Regions from separate parts of the Anser cygnoides genome. Here region 1 is linked to region 2. Evidence: chromatin contacts called from public Hi-C data. All regions are on one chromosome and are shown on one strand. The core of a region is the stretch at or near the end of the contact, and the rest is flanking DNA. Distances in the headings are between cores, read along the strand shown. Region 1 holds the start of RNF139 (ring finger protein 139). Region 2 holds the start of ATAD2 (ATPase family AAA domain containing 2).

Region 1 (6,008 bases), core at 1,491-3,990, 460 kb before region 2:
CGGAGGATTCCTGCAACGAAACGCTTTTAAAACCATTCAGAACTCCACTTAGCCTTTGTGAAGTAAACTGTACTCCCGGAGTTATTTCCGAGCTGTTCACAGCACTCCTGAAAACTACCAAATCTCTCCAGAGGTGAAGTCTTTGCACCCAGAGGGGGGGTTGTGCATTCACCCTATCCTAAGCAGTACTGTGCTATGAGAAAAGCTTAGATCAGTCTTCCAATGCCAGCAAATAGTAACTAAAAGGGGCGACTTCCCCTGTATTTAAATACAGAAGGACCCAAGACAAATATTTCAGCTTACCCTAACAACAAAACCCCAACCCTGTAATCCTTAAATTCAGAGGAAGATTAAAAAAAATAGACGTGTAAGCACTCCATTGCCTGAACAACATGGAAGGTCTTTAACATCGTCTTTAAGTGGTTACATTTTTAATTTTTGGAAAGCCAAGAACCACAGACCACTTGTCTCAAAGTACAAGATCAGTCTCTTACATAAACTGTTCCCAAAGCTCTCGCACAGGAGTCAGGGGCGGGATCACCCACTCCTTCCCCAAAACCCTTCCAGAAAAGCGATGATATAAACACAGTCCTGAAGAGCTCCTTCATAATTCAATCCCATTACCACACTCTTAAGAGAGATCATCCGACAACATATCCACCATCCTCATTTACATTGGATTAAGTTCAAGGCACTTCCTACAGCATCTCGATCATACAGTGAAGGGCTCCTCAAGTTGTTTTGGTGAGGCGCAGCAGTGCCATTTTCCCTTAAAAAGGAACCTTTTCTCAACGAGAAGCACTCTTAGCAGTTACAGAAGGGCGGAACAAAAGGTCCAGAAGATGGGCAACAGGGAAGGAGAACCCCTCCTGCCCGTCCCAAAGCCCTCAGGACCAGCAGCAAGGCAGGGCAGGACGTCCCAGGACTTGCCGCTGGCCACAGCAGCTTCCCCAGGTGCTGCAGGGAAGCAGCCCGATCACAGCACCTGCTTTGTGTTTCTCATTTCCTTTGCTCTCCTCTTACCTGCTGTCCTGCAACCGATGACCCCTTTTGCCCTCCTCTCTTCAACTGGTGCAGTACTGTCACCACAACACTTCTCGCTGTTTATCTTTCCTTTTAACCTCTCCCGAGTTTCCTCCCCTAACAGGTGTACCACCCGTGTCCTTGGTCATATTTTTTTTTCCCTAACACAAACATCAAAACCACACAAAGTCAACACGTAGCAGGCCTGCAAAACCTCCAGCTGTACTTCGGAGTCTCCTTCCTGTCACAGGATTCCCAGCTCCAACGTAATTCGGTGTCACCCATACAGCCGTGGGCAGAACGAAGCGCCAACCTCACGCAGGGCACCCAGAGAACCTCCCTTAGCATTACACGCCATACTGAAAACAGTATCGCATAGGTGTAACAGCCACTTAACCTTCATCTCAGAAAAGAAATAACTTAATAGTGAACTATCCGAAGTTTCACGAGACCTCTCGAGCACTTTTTGTTGTTGTTTGGGAACCGGCTATCAGGTACTTCTGAACCGTGGTTCCTAAAACGCGGGATTGAGCGGGGTATTTCAGTTGGGCAGGCCGCTGCCGAGGCGCGCTGTCAGAATCCCCAGGCCCTCCCCGCGGGCTGCCGAAACCTCCAGGCCACGCCGACCGCCACCCGGCAGCGGCCCCACGACGCCTCCTCGTACCCCACCCCAGCACCCCAAACACCCCCAGCACCCCCCTAACAGCATTTGCGGGTTTGGGAGGCTCCTAGGGGTCGGCTCGCTCTGGGGAAGGAGGAGGAGGAGGAGGAGGAAGAAGCGCAGGGAGCCCCTCAGTGCCCGCCAGCTGGGGACACCCACCAGCAGACAGGGGAGCGGGGTGGAAGCAGGGCTGGAAGCCACCAGGAGGGGCAAGGGAGGAAGACAGATCCTGGAGGACAGCAGGAGGGGCAGGGAGGAAAATACATCCTTGGGGACACAGCAGAAGGAAGGCAGATCCCGGACGACACCAGGGAGGCGCTCCGGCCCGCGGGAGGGAAGGGGAAGGAGGCGATTCCCCCGCAGCAACGCCTCAGGAGGGGCGAGAGCCCGGGGCCGCAGCAAGGAGCCAGCCAGACGGGGACAGGGGGCAGGGGAGAGGCGACAAAAGGGACAGGGGTGGCAGGCAGGGCGGCAGCGTGCGGCTGTAAACAAGGCCGGCGGCAGCCGGGGGGTGGGGGGGGGAGGCCGGGGCCCGGCGGGTGGAGGGAGGCAGCGGGGGCTGGGGGCGTCCCCCCCCCCGGGTCCCCTCCGTCCCCCTCGTTGCCCGGCCCGGCGACAGGGCGGCGGGGTGCGGGGGGCAGCCCCTGGAGGCAGGGGAGGTGTCCGTCTCACCCAGCAGCCGCAGCAGCACGGCCAGGAGCGCGGCGCACACGGAGCCCCCCGGCAGCGGGGCCGAGTTGAAGATGGCGTCGATGAGGAACAAGCTGGGCACCCGCAGCGCGACCTCCAGCCCGGCACGCAGCCGCGGGCCCAGCCGCAGCCAAGCGAGCTGCGGAGGGCCCGGGGCCGCCATATCCCCCACTCCCCTCCAAAAAAAAAAAAAATTAAATTAAAAAAAAAAAAAAAAAAAGCGGAGAGAAGGCTGCGAGGGAACGAGGCCGGCGGGGTCGCTACCACCACGCTGCCGCCGCCGCCGCCCCCGGCCTGGCCCGGCCCCCCGCCGCGCCGCCGCCGCATCCATGTTCCCTCTGCGCTCCCTCAGCGTTACCGGCCCCGGCCGGGCCTCGGGGAGGGGCCGCGGGGCCGTCACAGGGCGCCGCTCCGCCCCCGCCGCCGCCGCCGCCGCCTCCGCCTCGGGCGCCGCTGCCGGCCCCCGGCCCCCGGCCCGCTGAGGGAGCGGCCCCCGCCGCCCCCCGCTGCTCCCCTGCGGCCATGGGGGGAGCCCAGCCCCTGCCCCTGCCCCTGAGGTAACGCCGGGTGTGGGCTGCCGGGCCCCCGGAGGCTTCGCCTTCCCCTCTCGCTGCGCTGACAGTTTGTTAAAAATCAATAAAATAATAAAAAGAGCCGCGTGGGCTCACATCAGACGTGAGTAAGGATGTGTTCCTTAAAGCCTGAAAGCACTACGCCGTGACAAATACAAATAAAAGCGCTTATTTCATATTATATTTTTATTATACGCAGGCCTGGCTTGTCCCACAACACCGCTGAGGGATGGGGGTCCCAGTATGACCCCGGGGGTCCCATCATGGCCCCGGGGGTCCCATCACGGCCCCCCCAGGTCCCCACTGCCACCCCGGGCCTGCCCTGGCACCCCTGGGCCGCCTTCGCCACCGTAAGCGCTTCCTGGCTTCTCAGTGAGTCACGCAGCGTGGCGGGGCGATGATCTTTTAATTAGGGACGGGTTAGGCAGAATTTCCTGTTGTTGGTTTGTCTTTTTTTTTTTTTTTTTTTTTTCATGTGTGATGCGAAAGACCTGCCTTCCTGGATGCGTGACCGTAGGTCTAGATCATATGGAAAAGAGAAAAAATTAAAAAGGTTTTCCTCTGAAATCACGTTTCCTTCCTCTCACATCTTCACAGGTGCCCCACGCGTTCGGACTACCTGACTCGTGGAAATGTCAAGCTGCCTTGGCGTGGAGAAACAAACAAAAAATGCAAATATGTAATCAACGTTAGTCCACCCGAAACAGGGGCATTTTCCAGCGCACTGCCCGTGCCAATTAAAAGCAGTTCGCAGGCCCCGCTGAGGTCACCCTCCGTGCCTTTTGGCCTCTGCCACGCGGTGACATCTGCAAACGCCTGCCTCTGGCTTCACCTGTCACAGCTCGGCCCTGCCACACGCCTGCCCAGCTCACGGCTTAAGCCCTTTCTATTATTTTCAAAGGATGTTGGACCGGGCCCAAGAGAGTTGCATATGAACTTTCCTAAGCCATGCCCTGCACTAGCAAAACCAGAAAAGTTGCCAGATTGCTAAAGGATTGCGTTACAAAACCCGTGTACATGGGCAAAGTGCATTTTTTAATCACATGGTGGAAGGCATAACTCTGACCCAGTAACCGCCCTCGTGCCAAATAATAGTTAGAGGTTAGGGTTTAAAATGTGAAAATTGTTTATTTTACTCACATTTGCAGATGGCCGGATCAAAGTGATTCAGACTTTCCTGAGTCTTTACCCCAGCTGCTAAACGAACTGCTACTGAGCGGCTAACTGTAAATAAAAGTATTTCATTTGTAATGAAAAACAATGTAAATCAAACAGATCTGTGTACTTGATAATTCTCAATAATTCATACAAAAATATTTCTTTATATGAGGTGGAATTTCAAGAAATCAACAGCTTAAAACACCGTTTATGGAAACAGAGTTCCATGCCTTCTTGAGGCCCTTCCAATTTCATTTAATGTCCTCATAAGTCAAGATCTTAAATCTATTTTTGCAATACAGGATCAGAGGCAATGTTATAGCACATATTTACATTGCTTTAAGGACATATCAATTAAATGGAATCCATTAAATGGATTTTCAGGTTTAAATATGTACGTTTACAGTCATATTTTACGGGTGTTATTTAGGCATGTAAGTACTATCATGGATATGTGTAAATTATTTGTACGTGACAGTTCCAGAAATCATAGTGTTACCAAAGTGTATCAGGTCAAATTCGTCAATTTTTACACATATGTTTCAGAAAACTTCTTCCAGTGTTTAAGACTCCTACTGTTAATCTTAGTTAAATTATATGTATATATATATATATATATATATATTGATTATGGTACACGTGGTATGTATGAAGATGACACCTACTGGATACTTGTAATTTTACAGTTTGCACTGCTGAAACTTTCAAATATGGAATAATACACCAAATTCAACATTGTGACACAGCCATAACTACTGAATTCTCTTCAGCTGCATATACAAATTCAGGAAAATTTGTCATATTATTTCTAGGGTTAAGTCTCAACTTCTTTTTAAATGCAAATTTGGGGGGTAAATCCTCTTCTATATAAATTCATATTAATAACTTCTAGACACACTTTTATGGGTTGGGGTCTTCTGCAATTTCTTGTCCATAAGTTAACATACCAATTAAGCATAAAATTCCTTTATTTGTCTATATGGATTAATTGTCAGGGGCACATAATCCTGAAGTCCAAGGTGAAGCTTGTTCCATGTGTCAGTGTATACCTGACTTGGTGAAAGTGTCAAGCCTACATGCCTACGCCCCATGTCAGGGCAGCACAAAAGAACATGCCCTAGGGATATGATTGGTAATACATAAGACCTTAACACTAGCAAACACTTTCTGAATAAGTTAATACACCTCCTATATCAGGCAACAAGTCAGAAAGTCCTTGATCAATTTATTTCAATGACAACTACATGACATTGGAATTTCTCAATGTTCTATACAAGCATATAGTAAAAGGTTGGGGTTTTATTCTGTCATTTGAAAATTAATTTTGATTTTATTTTTTTTTTTTTTGTGACAGAGTGGTCAAAACTGATATAATTTTTCAAAAGCTCTTCAAAAATTTCAGGCTGAGATTTTTAGAATAAGAGGAACTGTACGGACAACAGTCACCAACTGCAGCCTCGCTGCAGTTTTAATACCGTGGGCTGAGATAACTGTGCATGGAACAATTTTTAGTGCCCTACGAAATGCTAGAACAGCGTACTTTTTCAACCAGTCTGCCGAGGCTGTGGTTAGGGTCTGTGCCCATTTAAGATGGCCACATTTTGCCAACCATTGTTTGGCAAAACTCCTTTTGCTTGAGTGATCTCATGAGCCCTTCAAACCAAAGACTTTGCTGGATTAAAAGCAATGTTTACTCCAGATATTACAAAATCACATGGTCTTGCAAAAATCACTTTTTTTAAAGGAAAAAGAATAAAAATACAAGGAAGCTTCAGAGTACCATTTTGGTTTCTAACTACAAGATCCTGGAAACTGTAAAAACAGCATCTTTGCCTTGAAGTACTTTATATAAATTTAGCCTGATACAATAGATTTTGTAAGAATTAAAACAGTTGGCTGGTAAG
Region 2 (5,923 bases), core at 2,436-4,935:
TGGGGGAACAGCATTTCATACCTCTTACTCTCTGCTCAGTTTCTGAAGATCAGTAGTTCGTGTCTGGTAACGGCAATGGCAGCTGCCAGGAGGCATGCTACACTTTGTATGTTCGGAAAAGGCAAGCACTGCAGAGCCCCATTTCTTCCTGACACACTAAGCCAGCTGGATACACTTCCGCATACGTGTCTAAAAGCACTTTTATTTATTGCGCCCACCACTAACTAAATCATTCAACTCTGGAAAAAGGAGTTCTGCCGGCTTACCTGCTGTTTCAATGCAGGGGTACGAGGGAGGAGGTTTCTGCCATTCGCCATTTGCATCTTTCATGTGAGATCTGTCTGAAGCAAACGTCTTCAGGTACAAATCTGCTCGTATCATTCGGATTTTCCTGAACAATAATGCGAAGATATATCAGAAGATATATTTATGTAATGCTGCATTAGTCACTCTGGACAAGAGCCCTTTCTTCCTCCCAGAGAGCCTTAACTTAAATACTTCACTCAGAAATACTGAGCCAAGCAGCTGGCCAGTTAAGAATAAACTACAGCAAGGAAGGGCTTTTGATCACAGATGATCAAAACAATGATTAATTGATAATTAAACAACGGCAACTAAAGAGCTTTAGAAAAATAATGCAGTGCATTTAGTTTCTTGGAGCATAACAAAAGACTTCTATCACTGTATATCCACAGAGTGAACTTCAACTTGGACTTTGTGAAATAACATTCGCGGTCTTCATCTTTTTTTGTCCCCACCTGTGAAATTCGGGGTGAAGGCTGTCATCCAGCCTAAAGGCCTCCCTGCTGTACACGTCAAAAGGACACGGGAACGGCAGCACTGTGTCAAGATCATAAATGAAGTTCTGCTCCCCACTGGAAACATGAAGTAGGATAACGTGGTAGTCCTGGGAAGAACGGTAATTGTCATGAGCTGAACAGTTGTTAATCAGAAACTGGCAAAGGGAGTAGAAAAAAAGCCTCCTAAAAGCTGAGGCTACAGCTCCTCTTCTTTAAATCCTGCTTCCTACCGCTCAGGTATCAGGCCTGTGATGTTCCAGCACCAGGAGAGAGGTTTCCTAATGCCTGCCTCAGCCCTCGTGCCTTTTGGTACACCTTGGTATTCTCCCCATTCTTTTGTACCCTTCTTTGATTTCAGCCTGGGCAGCTAACCTGAAGCGTACGCTAGTCCTAACACCACATCTTTTATTCCTTAACATGCAAGAAGCATAGGTACGGTGGGGGTTTGGAGAAACTCGAGTTACTATTTTCAGTATTAGTTACTTACACTGCAGTTTTACAAAATTAAATTGAAGGTAGTTGTTACCAGTTAACTCCTACTCCTTCTCAGATCATCTTGATAACGCTTGGACCTCTTTTTAAACCAAGCCTTTTTTTACAACATAAACACACTGATATTTTTCCAGAAAATGATTCTGCAATTACAGAATTTGAGAAATTCATAGATTTTTTTTTTTAAACACAATTTCTGAAACAAATTGCCACACGACATTATTTTTTTTCCCCATATGATATAACCATAACTACACATCTTTTAAAGGAATTCTGTAGTAGCAACTACTGAAGTATAGTCAATCAAATGACATGCCAAAGACACTGGAACAGCTTACATACATGCTGGCACCTGAAGACACGTATGCCTTACATTTTTCAATCCCATGTCAGACCTATATGGATATTTTCATCCATCAGCTTCTTACAAGACATCTATTTAATGTCCTACAAAGCTGGCGGGCCCCCAACAAATCCAGACAGTAATTTTCACATAATTGTTGTGCACTCTTACCGATGCTAACTAAGCTTTGTCACCTGTCGGTTTTATGGGCCATCTCACTGTTATTTTCCTGTGAACAATAAAAGGAGGACTGGATTTAGGCTGCTGCAGAAGAATAATAAACACTAATACAGAGCTACAGGAAGGCTGAGGTTGGAAGGGACTTCCAGAGGTCATCTGGTCCAACCCACTGCAGGCTGCAGCTTTCGGACATCTCTGAAGAGGGGGACTCCACAAGCACCCCGGACAACCTGTGCCAGAGCCCAGCCCGCTGCACAGTGAGAGTGCTTCCTGATGCTCAGAGGGAACAGAAACCTAAGTTCATTGCAGCAGAGGTGCCTAATGCTGCCCACATCTTATCCTGCAGATCTCAACTGCAGAAGCATGCACTTGAATACTGAGAAAAAAAGAACAGAATGCCTTACCCAGACGACAGGTTCATCTCCATGCCCTGACTTCTGTTTCCACAGTGGGATCTGAAAGTTAAGTAATTTGGCATAAACCACTTCTGACTTACAGAGATTAGTTTCAGGTTGAGTAAGTTCTTTGCTGAACTCTCTGTTTCATCAGCTTATATCAGTGCTGCTGTCAGAAAACCTGCTCCAGTTTCTATCTTTCAGAAGGATGAAGCTGGATGCTATTCTGGACCATATAATCATTCCACTAAACTGATGGATGACAGGGAAGAATGGCCCCACAGCCCGTAGGGACACCATGACTCTTTTTTCCCACAATCCAAGTGCGTCAGATAAGGACGATCATAGAATTTGAATGGTTGGAAAAGACCTCTAAGATCATCTAGCCCAACCTTTAATTATAATCAATGTTTGTCCTGCTCTGTTGTTTTAGAGTAACTTCATTTAAGTTTCAGAAGAATGCCACGAACCTTTTGTTCCCCTTATGTTATCCTTGGGGCGTCCAGAGGAGAGAGCAGGGCTCTATTGTGGCGTGGCAGTTCTAGCTGTTTGCTTTTACTGTTTCTCAGGTTCTGGTGTTGCCTTGATGTCTAACTTGGAGCAAATGCTGCGTGGGGTCTGGAGGCCAGAAACAAATGAAATTCCTCGTACTCCCAGGTGGCATTGCCTGCACGCCTCCGAGCCCACCGAGCTGCTGCAGGAGGGCCTGGGGCCAAGTCTCATTTACCCCAGGCTGTAGTTAAAAGGCCTGGGGCCAGCTCTCACCTGCCCCTGGCTGTAGTTTACCATCCCCGGCCCCACGGAGCGCACAACTCACCCACTCACCATCCTCCTCTCGTTGGATATGAAAACCGCGTAGAACTCCTCCAAAGGATACTCCCCCTGACCCCTGATGTAGTCGCACAGCTTCCACACGTTTTCCTCACTGCAAAACACAACCGTCGACGGTGCCGTTTTCTTTTCAATCCCCCTTTCACCTTCACCTCCAGCAACCCAAACCGGGTCGGGAAGGTCTCCCGGGGGGAAGCTTTAGCTCCGTTTCCAGCTCCCCCCTCAGAGCGCCGCCGGCCTCCGGTCAGGCGCCGGCCGCCATTTTGTGGCGCCTCCCTTACCAGTAGCAGCCGGTGTAGGCGCAGGCGGCTCGGGGAGGCACCGCCGGCCGGTACCGATCCTCAGCCGGCCCCGCCATGCTCGGGGGAAGGTTTCCGTGAGGGGACGCGACTGCGGGGCCGGGCTCCTTGGGGAGCCGCGGCGCCGCCTCAGGGCGGGCGCGGAGCCCGTGAGGAGGCGGCGCCCATGTGAGGGGGCGGCACGCGCCGCTTCCCGCCCGCCAAAAGTCTCAAACAGTGCGGCGGCCCTCCGCGTGTAACCTTCCGCCGGAAAGTTTAAAAAAAAAAAAAGTTCCAAAGGAAAAGGGCGGGCGAGGGCCGGTCTCCGTGAGGGGGGGGAGCCGGGCGGCGGCGGGATGGAGGAAGGAAAGGAGAGGAGGAAGAAAGGGGAGAGGAGGGAGATGGCGGGCTCCGTGTGGGGCGGAGGGATCCGCAGAGGTGCACGGCGCCTCCTCAGCCGCCTCAGTGGGCGCCGCCCCCGCGCCTCCCTCCGCCGGCGCCATGGTGGTGCTGAGGCGCAATGCCGGGAGCCGCCGGCCGCCCCTGGCCGCCATGGACGTGAGCTCCGAGTTCCTCTCGCTGCAGCCCGGCGGCAGGAGGACGAGCAGGGAGAGAGCAGCCCCGGCCGTGAGTTCCCGCGGGGTTCCCTCCGAGCGAGCTTTGGGGGCTGCGGGCGCTGAGGGGGTTCCTTTCCGCCCCCTCCCCCCTCAGCCCCGCCGCCCTCAGGCGCCTGTCAGGCGGCCCCGTGGGCAGGTGCACGCGGGGGATGCTGCGGGGGCTCGGAGACCAGCGCTGAGAATCAGCGTTAATTAGTGCTTAAATAAAAACACTTACTTGTGGGGCGCAATACGGCTACAACTTTCCTTAAGCTTTTGGCGGTGTTAGGGAAAACCCTAATTCGCTCTTAAGGGCAACCTGCGTGGCCGCAGAGGCCTTCTGGTATTCCATCCACACCGCTCCCAGCTCCGTCTTGCTGCTCCCATCCCTGCTCAGCATCACCTGGAGGAGTTGGCAGCTCTCCAGAGGTAACGCTCTGCTCTTCCCAAGGCAAGCCAAGGCAGAGCGGAACCCCCTCACAGCTCCCGGGGCGAGCCCTGCCTCCAAGTGATGTTTTCAGTGCCCCAGATCTTCAGTTGTTTGGATTCAGGTTGGGGTTTTGTGTTGCTTTTTCTCTTCCCTGTCCTCTTTTCAAGACTGCTGAACTAAGAAGGAAGAAGTTCTTGGGGTGTCTTTTTGCAAGCAGCCACTGGAGGCTGTGTAAAGATCTCGGCTTTGCTTTTGCAGTGTACACGAGAAACAGTTGTCAAAGCCTGCAAGGACTTGAGCGGCCTGTGGCACGTGAGGGAGGGCTATACAAAGTCAGGCAGAGAAAACAGCTGGCCCGCTTTCGTTGTGGGAACAGGAATGAGGAAGTTAAATATAAAGTTTTCACTGAAGTGAAAGCAGAATCCCTATTTTGAAATGGGTTGTAACGTTTTTTTTGTTTGTTTTGGTTTCTTTCTTTGTGTTTTTCCCCTCTTTGCAGAACTTCCCATGCTTCGAGGCATAGAGTCATTCTTGCTTCGTTTGTAGGACAGCCAGGCTTTGCTGAAGCACTCAAATTGCGGAGACATGTAGAAGTGCCCTAGATGACAGATGGTGATCCTGCTGCTAGCTGCATGTTCAAGTCCTAATGTCTCTTCCCTAGCTTTCTGGTGCGCAAAGACTTGGCTGTAGCAGCTTTTGCAGTTTCCCCAATATCAGCGAGCCGTTTACCTCCAGTTACTCAGCATATTTCATCCATCTAGGTTAAGGAGCATACAGCAGAAAGTCTAAGGTAAACTGGAATCTGATGGCTTTGTCCTCTCCCAAGTTTCCAGTCCCAAGGAGACCCGTGGCAGACTGTAAGCGGCTGCTGTCCCTCTGGAGGCTGTGCATCTGCAGCTTTACAACCCTGGTGTAATTAATTCCTGAGGCCAAACGAGGTCGTTTTGTTGTGATCTGTGCTTGACACCCGTGTGCTCCAGAGTTCCCTTTTTGTTTGGGGAAAGTGGAAAGTGGCCCTTTCCTGTGCTGAGCCTTCCTGAGTCATCTGTGTAGGGACTCGGCACCAGAGCTCCCAGCCTCGTAGCCTAAACACACTTATCTGTTTGAATGGCACCTGGGCATCTGCTTACTTCCTTAGAGACACCCAACAGCTAACTTTTTAGAAGCAATTGCTGATAGCTTCCCATAGTAGGAGGAAAGTAACTTTCAAAATACGAACTACTTCACGAAATTCCTCCCTCCAGTTTCTTTGTTGTTCTGGTTTAGCCACTTGCTTCTGCTGAATTTCACTTGAGTGCATTTTTTCAGCCGTGTATGGCTGATAGGAGCTAGTTCTGCCCTTCTGGCAGCTTGCTGCAGTTAACATAGCGCTTCTCAGTGTCTGCTGTCTCACTGACTTGGGGACACCTTCATAGGAGCAGAGGACGGTCAGAGTTAGCAATGTCCATTGTTCCTGCTTTGGCTGTGCCCTCGTTTGAGGCAAGGTGAAGGTAAAAGGAGAGCTGATAAAGAATAACACAAGTACATGGCACTGGGCTTGTTGCAGAGAAGTCAACAAACAAATGCATAACTGTATGT

The links. Hi-C and Micro-C count contacts between places; a contact is called where the count stands out from the background.
Region 1: a Hi-C map of liver shows a contact between it and region 2, with 2.1 times the contacts expected there. The contact joins the promoter of RNF139 here to the promoter of ATAD2 in region 2. A contact is called at or near these places in 2 of 7 Hi-C or Micro-C datasets (granulosa cells and liver).

The regions. Positions count from the first base shown.
Region 1 is chr2:151,872,480-151,878,487 of Taihu_goose_T2T_genome, reverse strand. It overlaps RNF139 (ring finger protein 139), which reads right to left and starts at 2,740. Exons shown (of 2, transcript XM_066990732.1): 1 at 2,357-2,740. The coding sequence starts at 2,537.
Region 2 is chr2:151,416,149-151,422,071 of Taihu_goose_T2T_genome, reverse strand. It overlaps ATAD2 (ATPase family AAA domain containing 2), which reads left to right and starts at 3,685. Exons shown (of 28, transcript XM_048048765.2): 1 at 3,685-3,946. The coding sequence starts at 3,821. NTAQ1 (N-terminal glutamine amidase 1) reads right to left here and starts at 3,550. Exons shown (of 5, transcript XM_066990719.1): 1 at 3,323-3,550; 2 at 3,036-3,135; 3 at 759-907; 4 at 267-391. The coding sequence starts at 3,399.